Linked DNA regions of Capsicum annuum: region 2 is linked to region 1. A link is a contact called in public Hi-C data. All regions are on one chromosome and are shown on one strand. Each heading gives the region's core, a stretch centred on a gene start, on an enhancer-like site or on the middle of the called end of the contact. The rest is flanking DNA. Distances are from core to core; before and after follow the strand shown. Region 1 holds the start of LOC107870599 (exosome complex component RRP45A). Region 2 overlaps LOC107870598 (dolichyl-diphosphooligosaccharide--protein glycosyltransferase subunit 2).

Evidence for each region. Hi-C and Micro-C count contacts between places; a contact is called where the count stands out from the background.
Region 2: a Hi-C map of leaf shows a contact between it and region 1, with 2.1 times the contacts expected there. The contact joins the enhancer-like site here to the promoter of LOC107870599 in region 1. A contact is called at or near these places in 2 of 5 Hi-C or Micro-C datasets (leaf and placenta).

The regions. Positions count from the first base shown.
Region 1 is chr5:168,661,688-168,667,382 of UCD10Xv1.1, reverse strand. LOC107870599 (exosome complex component RRP45A) reads left to right here and starts at 2,647. Exons shown (of 10, transcript XR_007056035.1): 1 at 2,647-2,932; 2 at 4,569-4,778; 3 at 5,283-5,378; 4 at 5,477-5,591.
Region 2 is chr5:168,774,502-168,780,196 of UCD10Xv1.1, reverse strand. LOC107870598 (dolichyl-diphosphooligosaccharide--protein glycosyltransferase subunit 2) reads left to right here. Exons shown (of 20, transcript XM_016717174.2): 16 at 33-116; 17 at 301-381; 18 at 531-755; 19 at 1,185-1,304; 20 at 2,240-2,540. The coding sequence ends at 2,356. Among protein-coding and RNA genes, the nearest start is that of LOC107870598, 16 kb to the left of the region's middle. Within about 2 kb of position 3,171, at least 2 of the 5 cell types and tissues checked have an H3K27ac peak or open chromatin away from gene starts, as enhancers often do. A contact at or near this core is called in leaf, where this site is marked.

The DNA of each region.
Region 1 (5,695 bases), core at 1,398-3,897:
CATAAAAGTAAAGATTTTAGAAACTTAGTGTAATGACTCACAAACTTTATTCAAATGTTGTTTTATGATTCATGGTTATGATATTTTAGCTTTCAATTTTATTCATGATCAAGGTGGTCCTTTTACACTTAGCATGCATGATTTGTAAGTATGTTCAACTTTAATTTTTACATATTGCATTCACCCCCACTTACTCAGTACATTCCAGAAGTACTGACCACATATATGTCTATATGGCTATATTATTTCATAATGTAGGTACCAGTTGTAGCCCACATCATAATCAGACAGTTCGCAGTTTCCAACCAACAGGTGATAAGTTCTATTGATTCAAGGACTCGAGTCAACTACAGTTCTAGTACTATATGTCTTATTCAATTGTATTGATTAAGGATAACTGGGTCCATATCCCGACTACCTACAGTCAGTATCTAGTTTCAGCTTTCTTTTGTATAATCCAGTGACGTAAATGTTTTAAAATAGTTTTGTAATAAACAAGTCCAGCTAATGATATCTCTTCCGCTTATTATTTTTAGTTTCTGTATTTATTTCAGTTGCTTATAAGTTATGTCGATATCATGGGTTAGCTTAGGACAACTTATGGTTCTAAACACCGTGTGACGTCCAGGGATAGTCTCGGAGTGTTACAATAACAAAACACAACTGTATGTAACAAATTAACAGTAACAAAAAGACTTATAGTAAGCATTAATTGTACCAATGTTCCAGTCTTATAAGTAGTTGTTTCACGTAGAAAACACGCAATAATAACATATATATTTTTTTAAGCTCTTTTCCTTTTGCACCTGCTCCCCATTCCTTTGCTTCCGACCTTTACGTCACCCAAGCAACACCCACAATCGTAATTATATGTAAAGTTTAGCTAAAAGTTACGTACCTTTTATAGATGTATTTCAAAATTAAATAGGTTATTTAAGAATATTTCTACCATCAAAATTCTTAAATCCAACAAAAATATAACAAAAGTGTCACGACAATTGAATTGGAGATGTAGTTTATCATATTGAATTATACATATGATCAAGAAACAAACCAAAAAAATACTGAATTATACATAAACTTAAGCTAAAAGGAGAATGAAATAGAACAAGGAACTTTTGGTTGGCATCAATGGAATACGAAAAAATTTACTTAAATAGAATTGATGATTTAGAAGTGTTAATATTATATTTTAGGAGTCATAAATCAAATAGGACTCAAATTTTGGAAAACTCCAAAAAAGTGTCAACTTATTTTTTTCACTTTGAATATTTAATTACTGTAAGAAATTTAATTGAAGGAAAAAGGTGAGTATACGATTTTGTTTAAAGGAGAGTCTTTTAATGAAGGAGAAAATGTTTAAGTCACTTTCCTAATGATCTCCACACTTTTAATATCTAGTTTAGGTGTACGCGCCTTTCACATGCATCTCACTTTAATGAGTTCAAACATTACATTAAATAGGATATTTGTTTAAATAATAAAGACGAATATAATAATTAAATTTAATATATATCTTTTGAGTATGTAAAGATGGAGAATTTATTTATTAAACCTAATTTTTACCAAAAATATTTTTAAAAGTTGATCGACATTCATTTATCATCTGTAAATTGCAATAAAACAATACAATGATAGAGACATCAAAATAATACAATTAAATCTAATCTTTACACACAAAAATTTTCTCAAAACCGTCTGACACTCATTTACCACCTATAAACAATAACAAAATAATACAATAATAGAAATATCAAAACAATACAACTAAACCTAACCTTTACATAAAAGAATTCCTCAAAGCCGACCAACATTTATCCATCACCTGTACACTGCAAATAATAATACGATAAAAATGATATCAAAACAATACAATTAAACTTAAATTTTACACACAAAAAATTCTCAAAACCGATCGAGATTCATCTAGAACTATAAACTATCTCAGAATAACAAACTAATAGAGATATTACGATAGTACAATTAAACCTAACTTTTATCTAAAAAAATTCAAAGCAGGCCCACATTCATCTAGCATTTATAAATTAAAATAAAATAATAAGATAATAAAGATATCAAAATAATACAACTAAACCTAACCTTTACATAAAAAATTCTTCAAAGCCAACCGACATTCAGCTACAACCTGTAAACTGTAAAAAAAGATATATAATAATGATCAGAAAACTTTGATTTTGATCCAACTAATTCTTGTGTGAGCAAAAATTTTGATCCTAAAGAATGATTTTGAATAAAAACAAAGAAGATATATATACACACATGTTGAATTCTATTATGGTGACAAAAACAGTGAAGAAATTGAGGGTTAAAAAATGAAGCATCTACCATCCAGACATGCAATCAAATCAAGTTAGATCAGCATCACTCATATTCTCCTAATAGGTAAACCGATTTGTTCTCTAATTTAACATACATCTCAATATTTATAAAACTTTAAAAAGTAAATTACAATGTCAAAAAGTATTATAAATTACAATAACAACTTAAAATATCTAAAAATATATTAAAATATAATTAATTATTTAAATTTTTTTTTTTATACCACATAAATTGAGATAAAAAAATACGGGCCTTGGATATCTAGTATTAATAGATATGCAAATTATAACAAAGTAAAAGCGAAGAACGGAAAGAGTTAAAAGTAAATTGGTCGGGAGAGTAATAAAATATTGTAGGTAAACACCAACGCCCCCACTCCCCCACCCAAACGATGAACCCCAGCCCTGCAGTAAAACCCTAAACCTAAACTCATTCCTCTGTTTTCATTTGTGGATATGGAGCAAAGGTTGGGAAATACATGGCGAATGACAGTGAATGAGAAGAAATTTATTGAATCTGCTTTAGAATCTGAGCTCAGAGTTGACGGTCGCCGTCCCTTTGACTATCGAACTCTCACTATCAAGTTTGCTAGGTAACAACTCTAACTCAATCTCTTTTTTCTTCTTCATAGCTGTGGCGTCTAGGCCAGCTTGTGTACACCATCAACTAATTTCACGAGATGTGTACACTTATCCTCCCTAGACCCCGCACTTACACTCCCAGACCCCACTTTATGGGAATATACTGGGTACGTTGTTCTTCTTCTTCATTTTTGATTTCTATATATTGAACTGGATCAGTAAGAAATTAGATGCTTTTACACCATTGCTATTAATGCCTAGTTGAATTTGAGATAGATTCCGGACAGTACAGAAATAGAAAATATACAGTGAATTTAGTCTTCAATTTGTTTGGTTGTTTCGATTAACACATTTGAATACAAGTTTGATTTTAGGGTGTGTTTGGTACGAAGAAAAATATTTTTCATGGAAAAATAGGCTGATTTTTTTCTTTTCTTTTTTTTGTTGGTAAGCAAAAAATATGTTTTCTCAAGAGCATTTTTTTGTAATCTAGCAAAAAAGCTATAGAGGTTGGAGGGGGTGGGGTTTGGGGTTTTCGGATGGGTGGGGTGGATTGGTCAACGGGTAGAGGTTGGTGACGTTCGGTGGGTGGGAGGAAACATCAAGCATAGAATGTTACTTGTGGAGCTTGTTTTCCCTAGTTCCATTAAGGAAGCCATTTTTCTCATTTTAAAGAACCTGTTTTCCTCGGGAAAATGTTTTCCAAAATTTTCCAACCAGACATCGGTAAATAAGAAAACATCTTTTTCGCAATACCAAACAAACCATCAGTGAAAGCGAATCCATTGTAGGATGTCTATTATAGTTGTAGGTCTCCTGTATTGGACTGTTTTTTGAACCTGGCAACTTCTTCTCGTCATAACTTATACTCCCTCCGTTTCAAGAAGAATGACCTACTTTCCCTTTTAGCCTGTTTTAAAAAGAATGACCTCTTTCCCTTTTTAGCAATTTTTTAATTTTAATTTTCCACATGGCATGTTTAAGACCACAAGATTGAAGGGCATTTTGGTACATTTGACATATCTTTAATTTAACACCACAAGATTTAAAAGTCTTCTTTATTTTCTTAAACCCAATGCCAAGTCAAACTAGGTCATTCTTTTTGAAACAGAGGGAGTACTTGTTCTGAATAATTGAGCACATGGAGTAAAATTCTTTTCCTTGTCCTTAAATTTTGTTTGTTGTATTTCCCATTGTCACTCTTCTAGATTAATTAACTTTTATGTCACTACAGGTTGCCATATTCAGGTATAATGAGAAATTTTACACGTTGTTTGCATACATCTGTTATTGTTTCTTTTTTTTTTTGATGACCGTGGTGTCCAGGCCAGCTTTCACTTTCGCGCACCTTAGCTAATTCCACGCGCACCTTAGCTAATTCCACGGATACCTGACACCTCCCACTAGCAACAGGTACCAAGTAACTCTGTCCACCAACGCTAGAACAAATGGGAAGAATCACCTAGTGTTTTTTTTGTCTCCACCGGGGCTTGAACCTGTGACCTCATGGTTCTTAATCCACTTCATTGACCACTAGGTCACACCCTTGGGTGAACATCTGATATTGTTTCTTATGATATGTGACATATGCTTGTGTGATTCATATAAGACTTTACATTATGATTGTTAAGAGTTATTGATTTGCAGAGAAGATGGTTCATCAGAAGTTCAACTGGGGCAAACTCATGTTATGAGCTTTGTTACGTCGCAACTAGTGCAACCTTATCGAGATCGACCAAACGAAGGAACCCTTTCTGTATTTACTGAGTTTTCCCCAATGGCAGATCCTTCCTTTGAGGCAGGTCGTCCTTCAGAGTCTGCTGTTGAGTTGGGTCGCATAATTGACAGAGGGTTAAGGTAACATTTCAACAAACATGTCGATTGTTATGCATCAACAAATGTATTTATTATAAGCTGTATATATTGTCTTTTTTCAAAATATTATAAGATATATATTGAAGAAGAAAGAATTTTTACTATCTTGTGGGGGATATATTGTATTTCTTTTGTGTAGTGGTTGAGAAATGCTTATAATTTTTGATCTCCTGCTTATTTTTTTCCCATTGTAGTAATTCTGGTTTTTGCTTTTTGAGCTTTTGCAGTAGACCCGTTTGAAGGTATCATTGAGTTTCTCTTATTCGTATTAACAGCTACTCTAGGGGGGATGTTTTTATTGGTGTTAACGTTTTAATAACTATTTATTTGTGTGTAGAACGCAGATAGAAAAGCAATCGTCTAGGTAGTATTTAGTTATGCATCACTTGTTTTGTTTTGCTGGAGATAAATACATATTTGAAGAAAAGAAATTGTTGTCTTTGGTTAATTCTTCTTTTATTCTGATGTCTTAAAAGGGTAATGCAGGGAAAGCAGAGCTGTCGACACTGAATCACTCTGTGTTGTGTCTGGGAAGTGGGTCTGGTCAATTCGTCTTGATCTCCATATTTTGGATAATGGAGGGTGAGTTGTGGTGGTGTACATTTGGGTCCAGTTAAGTGCCCATCCACGTATCCATCTGAAGTTATGGAACTAATTGTGTGATTCTGCTACAAGTGCAGTAATCTTGTTGATGCTGCCAATATTGCTGCCTTAGCTGCGCTTTTGACATTTCGGAGGCCTGAATGTACACTAGGAGGCGATGACGGGCAGGAAGTGATACTACATCCACCCGAGGTTTCCTTTCTTTCTTTATTCCCCCTATAATTTTGGGGTGTGCATTGGTCGGTTTGGTTTATCGGTTTTTAAATATGTAAAACCAATGACCAACCAATAAGATA
Region 2 (5,695 bases), core at 1,922-4,421, 110 kb before region 1:
TCCAGTTTGTGGACTTATGAAATGTTCTGCAGGCTTTCCTCAAGTTGACACATGAGAGCAAGTTGGAGCATATCTTTGTGGTGCACAACTCTGGAAAACAATTCGAAATAATACTAGTTAAGTTCTTAAAAAAATTTCTGTACTCTGTTGCTCCCACTTAACATAATGTGTATGTGTTTTGCGAGTTCAGCACAAACTCCAATTTCAAGAAGAAACATCTGCAGTTGCCTCTAACTTCAATACTGACGATTTTTTAAAGGATCTAACCATTGAGTACTTAACTGGCATCCTGTCTTGTAGGATTTCCTTGGACTTGTTGAAAAGTTTTTCTATCTATCGGGTAGATATGATATCGAACTTACTGTTGGAGATGCTGTAATGGTATGTATGGATTCTAACTTCATCATAGCTGCATATAGCGCCATATTTTTGGTCAAGTTTTTTTTAAATAAATATGTGCAGTATAGATATTAGATATTGGATCTCAAACATTTTGTCGTATCTTGCGCTGACCATTTTGTTTCCTCCAGGAGAACTCGTTCTTGCAGCCCTTGGGTTCTGTTGAATTAGATTTGCCAGAGCCTCCAGAGAAGGCTGCACTCCCACCTCCTCTGGTTGTTGATCCTTCCTCAAGATTTGGGCCCAAGGAAGAAATAGCTCACATATTCAGGGCTCCAGAGAAAAGACCTCCTAGAAACCTTTCTTATGCATTTCTGGCCCTTGTTCTTTTGCCATTCGTTGGATTTTTGGTTGGGGTAGGTCTTTCTCTAAATCATGCTTGCTTTTCTTTTTTAAATAAGTTAAATGTAATGAATGGAAGTGCCTTCCTGCACTTAAAAAAAGGAAAAAGTACATAAGAGAAGAGATAATACCTGTGGGATCATATTCCAATAGAGCCAAAGAAAGGTGATTTCCTGCCATCTGTCTAAGACTTGGCAGGTGGAGTTACGTGGTACTTGTACTGATGGGTTAATGTATACCCGGTGGATTAGTTTTGGTGCACACAATCTTCCCTTGACACGACTGTTAAAGAAGAAAAAAAAGAATATATAATAGCTGTATGATTGATTCTATTACAGTTTGTGTATTTGCCTTGGCTTGGATGTGGAGCTTAACATCCTCTTCCTTGCCGAAAATGTCTCTGTTGTGGTTAATTTATCATATGTTTTCATGTCTTTTTGAAGCTTTTGAGATTGGGTGTGAACCTGAAGAACTTCCCAACATCAGCACCTGCAACATTTGCCATTCTTTTCCACCTTGCCATTGCAGCTGTTCTATCACTTTATTTCCTGTTCTGGTTGAAGGTTTGTCCTTTAGTTTCTTTTTGCTAACTGTATGCCATTATTATGCTCTTTTCCTCAAAGCGCCTGCACTTTTTGTTGCAGAGAGAACGATTTATGAGATTAAAAATCTCTGTTAGGTATAGTTTCTATAAAACATCGGTTTGGGTTTTGGGTTTTTTTTGGGGTGGGGGGGGGGGAGGGCGTTGTAGAAGGAAAGAAATATGATCGTGTCCCTTTCTTTTCTCTCCCATTGCTTGAACCAAATTACTGGTAGCTGAGGAATATTGGTCATTAAGTTCTGCAGAGGATACCCTTTTAAGTTATAAATCCTCACAATTTATTATAGGAATTCTGCAAGATCTTAGAAAATGTCCCTTTTTACTTGTTAATATGATTAACTGAATCTGAGGATTTCCCTTAAACTCAACATATTATATTCAGCGCGTTTTATCAAAGGATAACTACATAGTTCTTTTGCTCCTACTGACAGTGACATTGGGTGACAACAATTCCTTCTCATGACTGCCACGTTAATTGTTGAAAATTGTAGCTATAGCAGAAGCGTCAGACACTTCACCTTAGCTATAACACTAGGCCCTTCTTAAAATGAAGTAATCTGTTTTGTTTGATTTTCACAGATTCTCTTCACTAGTTGGTCCTGATTCTGCTTAGTTATGATCTCTGACAGCCTTCTATATCTAGTGCTTCTTGATAAAACATTAACAGGTAGATCAGTCTTTCTAAGCACCGGCATAGATAGAAAACTCCATTGCCTATACTTCAGCTTAATTTTTTTCAGTTGACAATGAAATCCTAATGGCCTGCCAGGGAACAAATTGCAGGGTGTTCAGCTGCTCTTATAAATCCGTAAAATGCTCAAATTCTGCATGCAGATTTATCTGTTAGACAATACTTTTTGCTCGCTGACTACCTATTTATTTGTTTTCTGTGTGCAGTTGAATCTGTTCATAACATTGAAAGCTCTTGGATTCTTAGGGATCTTCTTACTCTTCGTTGGACACAGAACCCTTTCACATCTGGCGTCCACATCCGCCAAGTTGAAATCCGCCTGATTTAGATAGATTGATTTCGTCAGCCGATAAATGTGAGGAAGCAGAGTTCAAGAGAAAGAGTGTCAGATATATTCTTGTCTTTTTTGTAGAACAAAAAATATATTTATGACACAAATATTGGAGTATTTAGTCCACAAGTTGATGGTGAGAAATTCAATTTTGTTGTTTCCTTTGCAAGAAGTCACATGAGGTGTCTATTGTTCTCTTAAGTGTGGTGAAGACTACTTTGCCTTTAGGCGATTCTCATTTGACAGCATGATATGCTCCCATTATTCTTAGTTGTGGGTAAAATATTGTGAAATTCTTGAGCTCGTCTTATTGGAGGGATTAATATGGAACAACTCTGAGTACTGGTTTATAAGGAAGCTAAGAGCATTAGAAGGGAAGGGGACGGGGATGAACTAGTTTGTGCTTTATAAGCTGACAATTTATAAGATTTCTTGTTACTCAATTCATTCAGCATTCACTTGTTTAGACTGAAAAATCAAGAGATAATTTATCACTTCTATCTTTTTTACCCTTGAAGTTAATTACTATTCGTTTACCAATATTTAGATAATTTATAACTTAATAGGGGTATCATTAGTAAAATTACTGTATTGTTTTTTAAGGGATTTGTTAAGTGAAACATAAATAAGTAAAGATTAATGGGGGAGTAATATTTACTCATCTTCTGAAATGTAACTGAGAAATAGAATTATTCTGCAAACCTTAAATAATTCTAAAATAATGGTAAAATATTGATTAGTTGCGTGCACACTTGTCTGCTTAGCATTCCAGGGGTAGTTTGGTATTTCTATTAGCTTTTAAGTTGGTTGTTTGTGGCTTAAAAGAATTGTTACTTTGTGGGTCCCTTCGTATAGTTCACAAAGCCTCTTCAATATAATTTTCTTATTTTTTATGTTTTGATTTGTTTGTTTTTCTAAAAAAAATTATTTAAATTACTATATATTACAATAACTAATGGCTTAAATATTGATCCGCTCTCTAAATTTTATTAGTAACATATAAATTGGGACAATGAAAGTATCATATATTAATTTAAAATGGCAAAAAGTATTACAAATCATAATAATCAACAACTTAAAATATTTAACGACTTATAAAAAAATTTGATTGATTCTCTAAATACTATATTAGGACAAAGGGAGTAATAAATATTATTTAAAAATTATGCAGAAAGTATTATAAATCACAATAATTAATAACTCAAAATATGTAACAAAAAAATAATATAAAAACTTTGGTTGACTCTCCAAATTCATCAGTATCACATAAATTGAGGCAGAGAGAGTAACATATACCTATCTGAAAACTATATAAAAGTATTAGAAATTACAACAACTAACAACTTAAAATATTTAAAAATCATATAAAATTCTAAAAATTATATAAAAAAATTAATTTATTCTCCAAACTTCATCAATGTCACATAAATTTAAACGACGAGAACAACATATATTATTTAAAAATTACAAATCATATAAAAAATTATATAAAAACATTACACATCACAATAATTGACTAAAAATATTTAAAAATTATACAAAAAGTTTGATTAACTTTTAAAATTGATCGACATCACATAAATTACAAAAAAAATTATATGGATATATAATATAAAAGAGGGTTATAGACAAGGCGATGTGGCACCTCTCTTTGAGCTTCATTTCTATTTATCTTTTTTCTTCTTTTTTGACATTTTTTTTCTATTTTCTCCTTATTTTTAAATTAAATAATTAAAAATATTCTATCCTATTTATTGAGTATCATTAATAGTTATTAATAATTATTGTAGTTAAACTAATGAAGAATTCAAAAGTCCCATCAACTTTCAATAGTTCAAAAGTTGTTGCCATTAATTTAGTGATATAATGATAATTTATTGTGCAAAATTAAAAAATGAATTAATTTAGCATGATAACCACAATTTATTTCATCATAATTATAAACAAATTTATTTATGATAATGTAGAACTTAAAAGACATACTATTACAACAAGTTATTAGTTACCCGTTGATGCTATATGTATATTTTCTTCCATAACGGCTAAGGCAGGAATATTAACCTTTAAATATTACACTTTTGGTATAATATAAAAGAGCATATTATTGCAACAAAAGAGCAGTTTTATAACAAATCTATGTATATGAATAATGCAGAAACACAAACATGCTGACGTAGCGCTTTTTAAGGCCAGAAATTTCATTTATTTTTTTGATTGATTTGATCCTTTTCCTAATTTTAAAAAATTTAAAATTACATCTTAGAATTTACATAATATTAAAGATAATAATATTTAATTCATTTCATCATCAATGCTATTAATTTCTTTTTCTAAAACTTTCTCTGTTCTTTTCTTTATGGCTGTATGATTTTTTCTTCCTCAAGTTTTTACATTAGCCATCAATAATTATAGTCAATTTATTCCTCTGCCTATTGGTATTCATTTTTTGGCCTATATATAAGTTTTTCTTGCGTCAGTTGTTGTTCCGTGTTTATTTACAAACATAGATATATTGTACGATTTTATTTTTAAATATTTTTATTCAATCAATTAGATTTTGACATTGTATATTTTTTATTTTATTTGGTTTTTCAAGTATCTCCACAGCCGGCAGTTGTGAGACTAATCCTCCGTTCCTCGGTCAGCGCATTTTTGCGGTAGGAAACTGGCCACAGAGTTTGCTCCATTCGTCAGAGGCGGGGATCGAATCCCCGACCTCTTGCTTAAGGGACATAGCGTTAAACCACTATGCCAACTCTGCTGGTTGACATTGTATATTGATTCTAAGATACAAGAGCCTTACATGTTAGTTTTACTTTGTTTACTTATGATTCTCATTTACAGTGCATTAACTTTTGTGATGTATTATTTCTTGAAGGGACAATGAAATGATCAACACATGATGAAAGAAAACCAAAAGATGAGGAGGAGGACAAGAACGAAAACACCATCATCATTGGTTAGTTGATATGAATATTTTTTTTCAAATTTTTTTTTTTCTTTGCTTCATCTAAATAACTTAAATTAGTGTTCTTTATATTTGACTCTGTGAAAAAAAAAAAAAGTATTTGATGATCTCTCTTTCACCATATGCAAGATATTTAATTTTCTATTAATCAAATATTTAAATGGCTTAATTTTGCTAATAATAGTACTTATTTATTTGCTCCGCTTAGATGTTTTTTTTATGACTTGATCTCCTTTTCATTCTTTAATAATCTTTTTCCTCTCTTTTTTTTCTTTCATTGTTTGGGTATGGTGCTATTGAAGATGTAATATACTATATCAAAGAATAAGTATGTCAAGAAAAATGTCTATGAAAATTAGCTAA